3 separate regions of the Mus musculus genome follow, and all the other regions are linked to region 2. A link is a contact called in public promoter capture Hi-C data. All regions are on one chromosome and are shown on one strand. Each heading gives the region's core, a stretch centred on a gene start, on an enhancer-like site or on the middle of the called end of the contact. The rest is flanking DNA. Distances are from core to core; before and after follow the strand shown.

What was found. Promoter capture Hi-C pulls out the DNA fragments that hold promoters and counts their contacts.
Region 1: a promoter capture Hi-C map of embryonic stem cells shows a contact between it and region 2, with 3 times the contacts expected there. The contact joins the promoter of Nfatc2 here to the promoter of Kcng1 in region 2. A contact is called at or near these places in 9 of 39 promoter capture datasets (the SN4741 cell line, cranial neural crest, embryonic stem cells and 4 more), 9 of 115 datasets of contacts at active chromatin or transcription factors (astrocytes, embryonic basal ganglia, embryonic hindbrain and 4 more) and 1 of 9 other capture datasets (liver).
Region 3: a promoter capture Hi-C map of neural stem cells shows a contact between it and region 2. The contact joins the promoter of Atp9a here to the promoter of Kcng1 in region 2. A contact is called at or near these places in 7 of 39 promoter capture datasets (the 3T3-L1 cell line, 3T3-L1-derived adipocytes, hippocampal neurons and 3 more), 1 of 115 datasets of contacts at active chromatin or transcription factors (embryonic forebrain) and 3 of 9 other capture datasets (adipose tissue, embryonic stem cells and liver).

The regions. Positions count from the first base shown.
Region 1 is chr2:168,588,523-168,591,648 of GRCm38.p6, reverse strand. It overlaps Nfatc2 (nuclear factor of activated T cells, cytoplasmic, calcineurin dependent 2), which reads left to right and starts at 1,284. Exons shown (of 11, transcript NM_001136073.2): 1 at 1,284-1,587. The coding sequence starts at 1,458.
Region 2 is chr2:168,279,528-168,283,050 of GRCm38.p6, reverse strand. Kcng1 (potassium voltage-gated channel, subfamily G, member 1) reads left to right here and starts at 1,945. Exons shown (of 3, transcript NM_001081134.2): 1 at 1,945-2,173.
Region 3 is chr2:168,740,369-168,743,723 of GRCm38.p6, reverse strand. Atp9a (ATPase, class II, type 9A) reads left to right here and starts at 1,924. Exons shown (of 28, transcript NM_015731.3): 1 at 1,924-2,042. The coding sequence starts at 1,975.

The DNA.
Region 1 (3,126 bases), core at 35-2,534, 310 kb before region 2:
GTGTGTTGGGGAGTTTAGAAAAGCCTGCTCACAGCTCTTTACATCTGTGTCCTGTGACCAGGGTAGCAGGATAGCCTTGCAGTAGCCCGCATCTCAGCATCTGCAGCAGTTACTCAGCAAAGATTTCCGAAAAGAAAGATGAGAGTGGTTTGGTTTTGGTGGCAAGACTAGTTCTCTCCCTCTGTAGCCCAGGCTGACCTCAAATGAGGCAATCCTATTGTCTTTGCCTCTCTGGTACTGGGACTATCAGTTTGCCTAACCAACCACACCCATCTCAGTGATGGATGGCTTGAGATACACCTCCTCAGTGGAGAAGTGGCTCCCCCTGAAGAATGCTTGCCAGGCAGGAGTGCAGTCATTGTCACCAAGCTTGGGTGACCAGGACCAGAGGGCTCCACCCACCTAGACTTCTGATCTTTGGTCTTATCACCTCCTCTCTTGAGGTTGCAGTTGCAGCGGAGCCTGGCTTTTAAAAGCTGTTTTGGTGACTGTTATCATGCTGGGGTGGGGGTGGGGGTTATCAGGGAGCACTGCCCATCTCCGCTTTGCTACCTTGTTTCTTGCTCTGAGAAGTTGTTAACTGGGAGTCTCTTTGGAGGGTGGCCCTGGGTTCTTCAGCAGTCACCCCAAACCTCTGCCTTAGGGGCTTGATCAAAATTCCATAATATTGGGTTTGAATCCAGACTAGGAACTGAGAGACCCGAGGAGGAGCCTGGTAATCTACATCTTCCGTCAGCCGGAAGTACAGGTTACCTGTCAGCCCTGCCTCCCACACACCAGACCACTTCCTGTTCTCACTACCAGGACAGGGTCCCCAGATCATCATGAATCAAACTTCGCGTGTCACTTCCCTCTGGCGCCAAAGCCTTCGCAGCTTCTGCTGGTTTCTCTCCTGGTTATCAAAAGGGGTGATGATCTTTATCCCTAATTTGTCCCAACCGGCCCACAGTGGCTGCTATATGCTGGGTGGCACGTGGTAGGTGGCCCAGGCCTGGTCAATTGAGTTTAGAGCTTGCAAATCAGAGACAGACACTTTGGCATGAGCCATAGCTGTGGGCATCCCCAAGAAGACAGGGCGCCCCTCTCCTAGGAATCGGGAAAGGCTCAGCGAGTGGTCCCTAAGGTAGAGCTCGCAGGCAACAGCTTCTGACCGGACCCTGGGTCAGACAGCAGCAGGTGAAGCAGAAGTTGTCTGGGCCTGTCGCTCAGGCCAGACCGGGCGGTGCCCCTCCCCGTCCGGGCGGCGCCCCGCCCCACCAGCCACCGCCGTCCCCGCCCCCTCCAGGCTGCAACAGGTGCCTTGAGCAGGAAGCTCGCGCCGCCACCCGCTCCCCGGACGCGTCCAGGACCCACTGCGCCGTGAGCCATCCTCGGCCTCACCGTGCGCCACAGATACGGTGACCCCTGCTCTGCGCCCCGCGACTCTATACGAACCCGCATCCCGAACGCCCCGAGCCATGGACGTCCCGGAGCCGCAGCCCGACCCCGATGGCGGGGACGGCCCCGGCCACGAGCCCGGGGGCAGTCCCCAAGACGAGCTGGACTTTTCCATCCTCTTCGATTATGACTATCTGAACCCTATCGAAGGTCGGTAGAGGCTCCCCAAGCTTAGTCCTAGAGCCCTGGCGGGGACAGGGCCTAGGGACCCGATGCAGGGCTTCCTCCTGGAGCCTGCAGCAGGGGTTGCTCCTGCCCTAGTGACAGGGAGGGGAGCCAGAGTGGCCACACCATGGGGGAGGGGGGAGATTTCCAGGAGGTTGAGGGTCACTGTCAGTATAACAAAGGATGGTTAGCTCCCTAGTTCAGCCCAGAGGCTGTAGAGGAGATGTTTTTGCTTTCTGAGAGTGGCTTCGGTAGAGGTAGAGGGGCGTGTGCCCAAGGATGTCAGAGAGGCTGCAGCTGAGCCTGACAGTCTTACCCCTGAGGCTGTGAGACAGTGAGCCTGCGGCATCCTGGGAGCCGGTTGTTGGGGACTTTGTGTTGAAACTAAGGAAGAGGCTCTGTCTCATGCTTGAGGGTGGTTTGCCTCTGGTGCCAGGAGGCTGGCCCATTTCCTCTCCGAGTTTACCAGTCGTTGCAGGTGGACCAGGTTACTAAGTGAGCTTTCACCAGCCCCTCACCCATGCTCTCATGGATGGGGCACCTGGGAGAGGAGGACCGGCTATTTCTGCTGAAGTTTAGTCTGGCCCCCTATTGCTGGGGGCTGGGCAACGCCTCTGTCACTCCAGCATTTAACAGCATCTGTCAGAGGCGGTAGCAGGCTTTATGCCCAGCTTCACATTGCATTTTCTGGTTAGAAAACTTGTTGCCTGGGAGCAAACAAGAAAACCTAACCAGGTTTCCTGATTTTGACAGCCCAGCCCTTGCCTGCGGCAGGCTCAGGGGCAAGCCTGCTGGCAGCTTCCAGATGCCTCAGTGGCTGCGGGCTTGCGGGCATCTGGTGCCTGGTGCGTAGGAAGGGTTTTGATGCCAGGCTGGGGAGTTGCAGAGTCCTGGTGGCATTAACCCTTTCTTCCAGCAGGGTCCTCACGGACAACCTTTGGGGAGGGACTTGCTTTAGTGACGATTTTTACGTTTCAGCTAGAGATGATAATAATAGTCAAAGAGCCAGTGTTCATGTTTTTTAGAGGTCCGTTCTAGGGACAGGTTTCCCTTGAAAAGACACAGTTAGCAATCTGTGAGCCATTCACACACATCAGTGGGCTGTGTATTCATTAAGATTAAAGTCCTATCTAGCTGGCAGGGAATTCACACTCCTCTCTCAGGCTCTCTCTCTCTCTCTCTCTCTCTCTCTCTCTCTCTCTCTAGGTGAGGGTGGAGGGTGAGGATTTCCGGGGAAATAGTTTCCAAGCCAAATCTGGTGGGAGGTGCTTTTTATAGTTTTTCTTGGCAAGCAGAGCTCCGTGGCCAGCAGATGGGTGGCTTAATGACCATGGGAAAGCCTGGTACCCTGTGTTATTGTTGTGTTTTTAATAATATACTTTATTTGGGGGTTCCAGTTTTCCGTTTGTAGAAGCACTGAGATAGTAACACAGAGTTCCCAGATATCCAAGACCCCTTCCCGCAAGGCATACATCAGCATGGTGTATCGGTTTGATACTGATACTTTGTCATTGAGAAAAGCCC
Region 2 (3,523 bases), core at 696-3,195:
GTAGAGGGCAGGGGAGGGTGGAGTCTTTGCCTCTGTTGTGCTGGGCTTTCTGTCTTCAAGTCACCCCAACACCAGACTCAGGTGCCCCGAGTTCCGATAGGCCCAGACCCAAGGATAAAGTAGTTAGGCTAGCTTGGGCTTCACAACCCATCTAAGTATCTCTCTGAGGCCAGATGGAGCTGGGATAAACTGAAGTCTTCAAAAAGCCCAGACCAGGGAACTTGCTGGAAGGGTCACAAGTATGATCCAGTGGGTTTGAAGAATTCTCCAGAGGACTCAGACCACAGTAAGGTTTTGAGAACTTCTGCTCACATCCTGGTCCTGCCGTCCTCCATGGGGACAGCAGTAGTAGGCTTGCTGTCATAGGACAGTGCTGGCTTCCTCCAACAATCACTGAAGAGGCTACTCTTAAGTTTTCCCATGTGGAAGCTGCCGGCCAGAGGAAGACAGCACAGCCCTTGCTCTGGAACCCGAGGCTCAGAAGAAAGCAAGAAAGATGGATGTATGGGTCCTTCTGTTCATGCTAACAGAGCACCAAGGACCAGCCATGTTTTCAACATGGGACGTGGGAGCACTGGCCTCCAGAGTCCACCGAGAACCTTTATGTTGGCCTCTGTTATTTATGTCCCTCCGGCACACTGCCTCCCCGTGTCTCTCAGCATCTCAGAAGCCTTTGTTTGCCCCTTAGTGGGATCTCTTTGCAAATCTCCCAAAGATGAGGTCCTCTCAGTTCCTGGCCCTGATCTGGAGTCGACTTTGTTCCATCTGAAGAGCCCCTCCCCCACCTCCCCTTCTACTTGCACTTCCCGCCCCCCTTTCTCCTGGTGTAGACGCTGCAGAAGCTTGAGAGTTCTTGGGACAGGTCCTCAGCTGACTCTCTGACTCTGCCATCTGTCTCCACCCACGTGCTGAGTGAACCCAAAGCTTACATCCCCCGGGGCCAAGCCTAAGCAACTCGTTAAAGAAGCCCCAGGCATAGGAGGCACACTCGCTGAGCTTGGTTCCTGAGTCTCTCCTGCTTCCCTGATGGAGGAGAAAGGACAGTACCAATCAATTTCCCCAAGCAGGTTACTCCCTCTCTTCTCAGACAGCTTTCCCACCTAATCCCAAATCCTGCTGCAACTTCTGCCAACTCAGAGGCCTCCAGAATCCACCCTGTCCTCTCCAGGCTGTTGACTGAGTACAGGACCCAGAGACTGCCAGACCGGGACCCACCCGGGACAGTGAGGAACTACAGCATAGGAGTCATTCTGGGGCCCAGAGCGCTCATTCTTTGGCTTTGGTGACACTGCAAAGGTGGCGCAGGCCCTGGACCGCAGGGGCAGGAAAAGCCCAAGGCCGCCAATGGAGAAGGCACATGTATGGCTGGTATGGTAAGGTGGAGAGCGTGTGGGGCTCCCGGACTGCCACACATAAAATGCGGCCACCCCACCCCACCCCCGACGTGACATCTGCAGTGTCCGTGACAGTTCAGCGTGAGGTTGGACCTAAGGACAGAAGACTGGTTCGGTGGCGTTCCCACGATAGCGACTCACGTGGGGAATGAGGCTCGGGTCCTGGTACTCGCTGAGCCTAGGGTGGAAGAGCGTCCCACGACCACTGAGAAAACTGGAGAAGTGGATGCGCCTCAGGCCAGGAGCCCTGGGAGGAGCAGCGCTGGGACTTAAAAGGTCGCCACCGGAAGGCAGGGGCCTGCAGGGCGCAGGAGATGATTATGGGAGGAGATGGTTATGGGCAGGATGGGGAGAGTGCAGCACTGCGTTCCGCTAGGACCTGGACTCTGGGTCGGGTCAGGGTGCGTGGCATCGCAGTGGCGGGTCCCGCGGTGGCTCCATCCTCCCGCCCCCCGCCCGCCCCTCTCCCCGCCCCGCGCGCAGTCCCCTCCCTCCGTCCCGCCTCCTGCCCGGCCACCTCCCTCAGCTGCTGCCGCGCCGCGTTGCCGGCGCACTTGCAGCCCGGCGGGCACCAGGAGGCGGAGGCGGGACGGTCAGGGGTCCAGCGCGCAGGACAGCGGCCCTGGGGCCAAAGTTTGCGGGCAGCCCCGGCAGGCCAAGCGGGTCCCACGTGCCGCTTGCTGCCCCCTCTCGCATCCTCACCCCGGCATCGCTGCGCCGGGAGACAGAGCTGCGGCCCGGCTAGCTCCTAGGCGGGGACGCCGCGACGGGAACTTAAGGTGGGAACTTCGCGGGCTGCAGCCTGGCGGGACCCTGCTCCTGCAAGCGGCGCTCCGGGCTCTGCACGTGGCCGCGGCCCCGGTACCCTCTGCGGATACCTAGGAGCCCCGGAGAGGCCGCCCGGGCGATGCGGCATGCACCCACGCGGCCGCAGTTTGGTCCGGCCACGGATCCTTTCCAGGGGTCCCCGGAATGCGTAGTGCGCTCTGACTTTGCGTGCAGGGTTTTTGGGGTCCCACGGGAGGAGTTGGAATGCGGGGAAGTCTTTCACTGTCAATAGGCACGGAAGGCAGCATCCCCACCAGCGGGACTCATTTAAGTCATTCATTAATTACGAACTCAGTGAAGGCTTATGGACCGCCTACTGTGTGCAAGGCCCTAGTGACTATTCAGTGGTCGCGGGCCTTAGCATCTAGTAAGAAAGTTAGAGGTCTCCTTAACCTCAGTGTACCCGGGATAAGTGGCCCGGCTTTGCTCATAGTTTTTGGGTGTGGATGGAAAAGAGACGAACTCGTTCATTCTCTGGGTTGTACAAAAATTGGTTGAGCACCTGCTGTGGGCATCTCACTATGCCAAACACTCAGTGTTCATCCAGTCATTTATTCAACAAGCCTGGATTGAACAATGGCCGAGGTGGCGACAGGACAATGGACTCTGGCGATGGGGGGGCGGGGGGGAGGTTGAGACTCTCAGGCCCTGCCTCAGAAGGGCACAGCCTGCCAGGGTGGCCCGCGCTACAGCATATGTGTATAGCAGATTTAAGGTTGGTGCTTAATGCGTTCATTCCTGGGTGGGTGGGGGGTCCGATCCCTGGAGAGGAAGAAGTGGGCTTTTAAAAGCTCTTTAGTGGGGGCTGGGAGTGATGATGAGGGCTGAGAAGGTTCATCTAATGTTAGGTGAGCACAGCCTCCTCCTAGTGATGGGGCTTAGAGGCCAAGCTGTCACTTTGGCACACATTTTGTTAAACACTTGCAATGCAGAGGTACTTAAGGGGTGCTAAACACCTGAGTTCCCCAAGTAGATAATAGGTGGGAGGCAAACGCATACTCACCCCTCCTCGGTGACATCTGAGCTAAGTCCACAGGAAGGTGAGAGGAGGGGGCAGGGATTGGTCTGATTCGCTGGAGAAAGGAGGGCCTGCCAGACTATAAATCTAGGTAGATATTCGCTGGGGTTTGTTTGACACCCCCAACCCTCCACCAACGTGCACACACACACACACACACACACACACACACACACACCTATGACGGTACTCAGAGTCACTGCCTGGTGTCTCATCAATAAACACATCACCAGGTTAAGTGGTACTCCTGGAGATTAGGGCAGTGGGGTGTGCACACGGTGGG
Region 3 (3,355 bases), core at 675-3,174, 460 kb before region 2:
GCTGGTGAAATGGGTTTAGTTATTTGGATTTAGTGGGGAGGGCTATTGGGACTTGCTGAAAGCTTTAGGATCTAGCTAAACTCAACTACAAGTCTATCTTTGGCTGGCTGGGAATGGTAGTACACACCTTTAATCCCAGCGCTAGTGTGGCAGAGGCAGGTGGATTTCTTTGAAGCCAGCCTGGTCTAGAGTTCCAGGTCAGGGCTATGTAGTGAGATCCTGTGTGAGGAGCTGGGGACAGATGTGGGTCCGGAGGTAGGATTTGCTCTCTTACTCTAATGGGTCTACCTATATGCACATACTGAGCTCTGTGTGCCATGGCACATATGGTGTGGTTGTGGTGGTGGTGGTGGTGGTGTGTGTGTGTGTGTGTGTGTGTGTGTGTGCGCGCGCGCGCGCGCGAGTGTACGTGTGTCTTGATGCTGCGGACAAAACCTAGGACCTGGCCCTGTTGCACCATTTTAGAAATGAAGAGGAAGAAGTAAGCCAGCCAGCTCAGCTGGTAGAAGAATAGTGTTTTCCCTCAAAAATACTTCTGATGCCTCCTTCCTTGGGGAATGTCTTTGGAATCTCAGTCACTTTTGTTATTTGTTTGGTATCCTTTCTCGATAGAGAAAATACTATAAAAGATAGGGACCCTGGCAGAAAACATCAGCAGAAACTGCCCCTCATAGTTCAGCATCGTTTATGGTAGTTACACGGTGTTACATCTTGAGGGACTTGACATACATACTCATTTTAAAAAAGATTTGTGTATTTTACTTTTTTTTTTTTTTTTTGCATATGTTTGAATCATATGCATGCAATACCAACGATGGCCACAAGAGGGCATCATTTCCCCTGGAGCTGGACTACCGACATTGATCAGCTAGCACAAGGGTGCTGGAAATCGAACCCAGGTCCTCTACAAGTGCAGCTGGTGAACATAACCAATGAACCATCTCTCTAGCCCTCTATATGCTGGTCGATTGATTATTTATTTAGAGACATCGTTTCTCTGTATATCCCTGGCTCATCAAGGCTCTGTAGACCAGGTTGGCCTTGAACTCAGCCTGCCTCTACCTCCCAAGTGCTGAGATCAAAGGCATACACCACCAAACTCAGCTCCTATGTGCTGGTTTTAAGGTTTGTTTTCATTATTCTTTTAAGTAGCATATGCCTGCGTGGGTGTATGCCACGTCAGCGCAGGTGCCCTCTCCGACCCCTTGGGGCTGAAGCTGCAGGTGTGTCAAGCAATGGTGGCTGCTTTTTAAATGCTGAGCTGTTCTCTGGCGCCCAGAGTGTTTTCATTTTCACAATATCCTTTTTGAGATAGAGAGAGACAGACTGACTGATACAGCCTTTGCATGCGATCACTGTGTCTGGGTGAAGGCTGCTGTGACTCTGTTATTATGATTTAGGAATGCAGCTGGAGAGAGGGGTGGGATTGATGCCACAGGGTGTGTGGGGGTCCGAAAACCTGCCCACCTTCTCCCCCCAACCCCGGCCCGAAACTCGGGGGACCCCAGCGCGAGGCGCAGGTTGCAGCAGAGGAGGCAGGCTGTGCGCGCGAGTGGCCGCGGCGTGGAGGTGGGGTGAGCAGGGCGGGGTGAGTGCGCGCCGCTCGGAGCGAGCAGGAGAGAATGCCCGGGGTGGGGTGAGTGCGGCGGGACGCGCGCTCGCGCTCGCGCGCACGGACACGGCGGGGGGCGCGTGGCCGGGGGGAGGCGCGCGTGGGGGGCGCGCGGCGCGGGCGGGGACACTGCGGCGGCCCCGGGCGGCGGGCGGGCGCGCGCGTGGGCGCAGCGCGGAGCGGGGCCCATGGTGCGGCCGTGTCCGTCGGTCGGGCCGCGCGGGCGGCTCCGCGCGTGGCCCGGCGCTCGCGACCTCGCCCCTGCGCTGCGGGCCCGGCCCGCCCGCTGCCGGCGCCTTCTCCCCCTGCCCCGGGGCGGCGCGGAGGCCGCGGGGAGCGCAGGGGGCGCGGCGGGCGGCGACATGACGGACAGCATCCCGCTGCAGCCCGTGCGCCACAAGAAGCGGGTGGACAGTAGGCCGCGCGCGGGGTGAGTGGCCGGGCCGTGGGCAGGGAGGAGGGGACACCTGCCGCGGCCCCCGGGAGTCCGTCCTGGCAGGCGGGGGACCCCGCCAGGGGCTGGGGGCGGGGGCAGGCTCGATCCCCTGGGGACAGAGGTCGAGCTGGAGAGAATGCAGAGTCCCAGGCCGCGCCTCCAGCCGCCAATCGGAGCCCCTGGGGGTGGGACCTGGGAGGTGCGTTTCTAGGGCCGCGCAGGTAAGGCGCTGCGGCTGGGCGGGGCCTGCGGCGCCGTCTCTCCGGTTCCCTGTAGCTCGGCCGTGGGACGCCGGAGCTGGGTGGGGCTGCTGAGCAGGTATCAGTGTAGGAAGGAGAGATGCCAGCTGCCATCTTGTGGGCTCTTTGTGCCTGGCTTCCCCGAGGCCTCAGTTCGGAGGCTCTACTCAATTCTACCGAGTGGGAAACGGAAACGGAAAGCCTGGGGGTGGGGGCGGGGGCGGGAAGGTACTGGAACACGGTTCCCACATTTCCTGCTCCACACTTCCTGCGGGTGGTGTTTGTTGGCTTTTTAAATTGTTTTGGGGTTTGATGGTGCTAGGGACCAAACCCGGTCCTCCAGCCTGTTAACCATTCTACCACTGAGCTACACGCCCCCCCCCCATCCCCCAGAATATAAGTTTTTATGAAGACACTTCGTCAGAGCTCTGTGTGGAACCCTACCCCAACCCCTGCAATAAACACTTTAATTAGTAAGATAAGTAGACTGTAATGTGCCGCGGTTGATTCGTGTCTCCTTGTTAAATGCAGGGACTGTGCCAGGTGATTCTTAGGAAAAACCTGACTTAAACAAGGTCTGCCTAATAGGTGTGCAGGTGTAGGAGTTTACCTGGGGAACTTGAAGCCCACCCCTGACCTCATTTTAGACTATGAAATGAGAATCTGGGGTCTCGACGGTGGCCTCTGTGCTCACAGATTCACCCACCTGCTGAATTTTGAAATGTGAAGAATGGAAATGACCTGTATCCTGATGGTGCCAGCTTGCCCTCCGTGGTCCCGGGCGATCCTTTATGTAGTTACCTGGTATTGGGCGCGGTACACAAACAATGGGGGAGGCACTGCGCGATGCTTGCGGGCTTCTTTGAGGGTTCTGAGGTCCTGTGCAAGGGATGGAGGCTGTGTGTGAGTCTTTGTTTCTTTCCCAGAGTTGGGGGTTGGGCTCAGACAAGAGTTGTGAAACGCTTGGCTGTATCCTCAGCTGCTTCTGCCTTTTATTTAAGTTGGGGGTCTCACTGAAATTCTTCTCCTGGCTCTGAATGTTCTCTGAGCACAGGAGAGACTTACTTG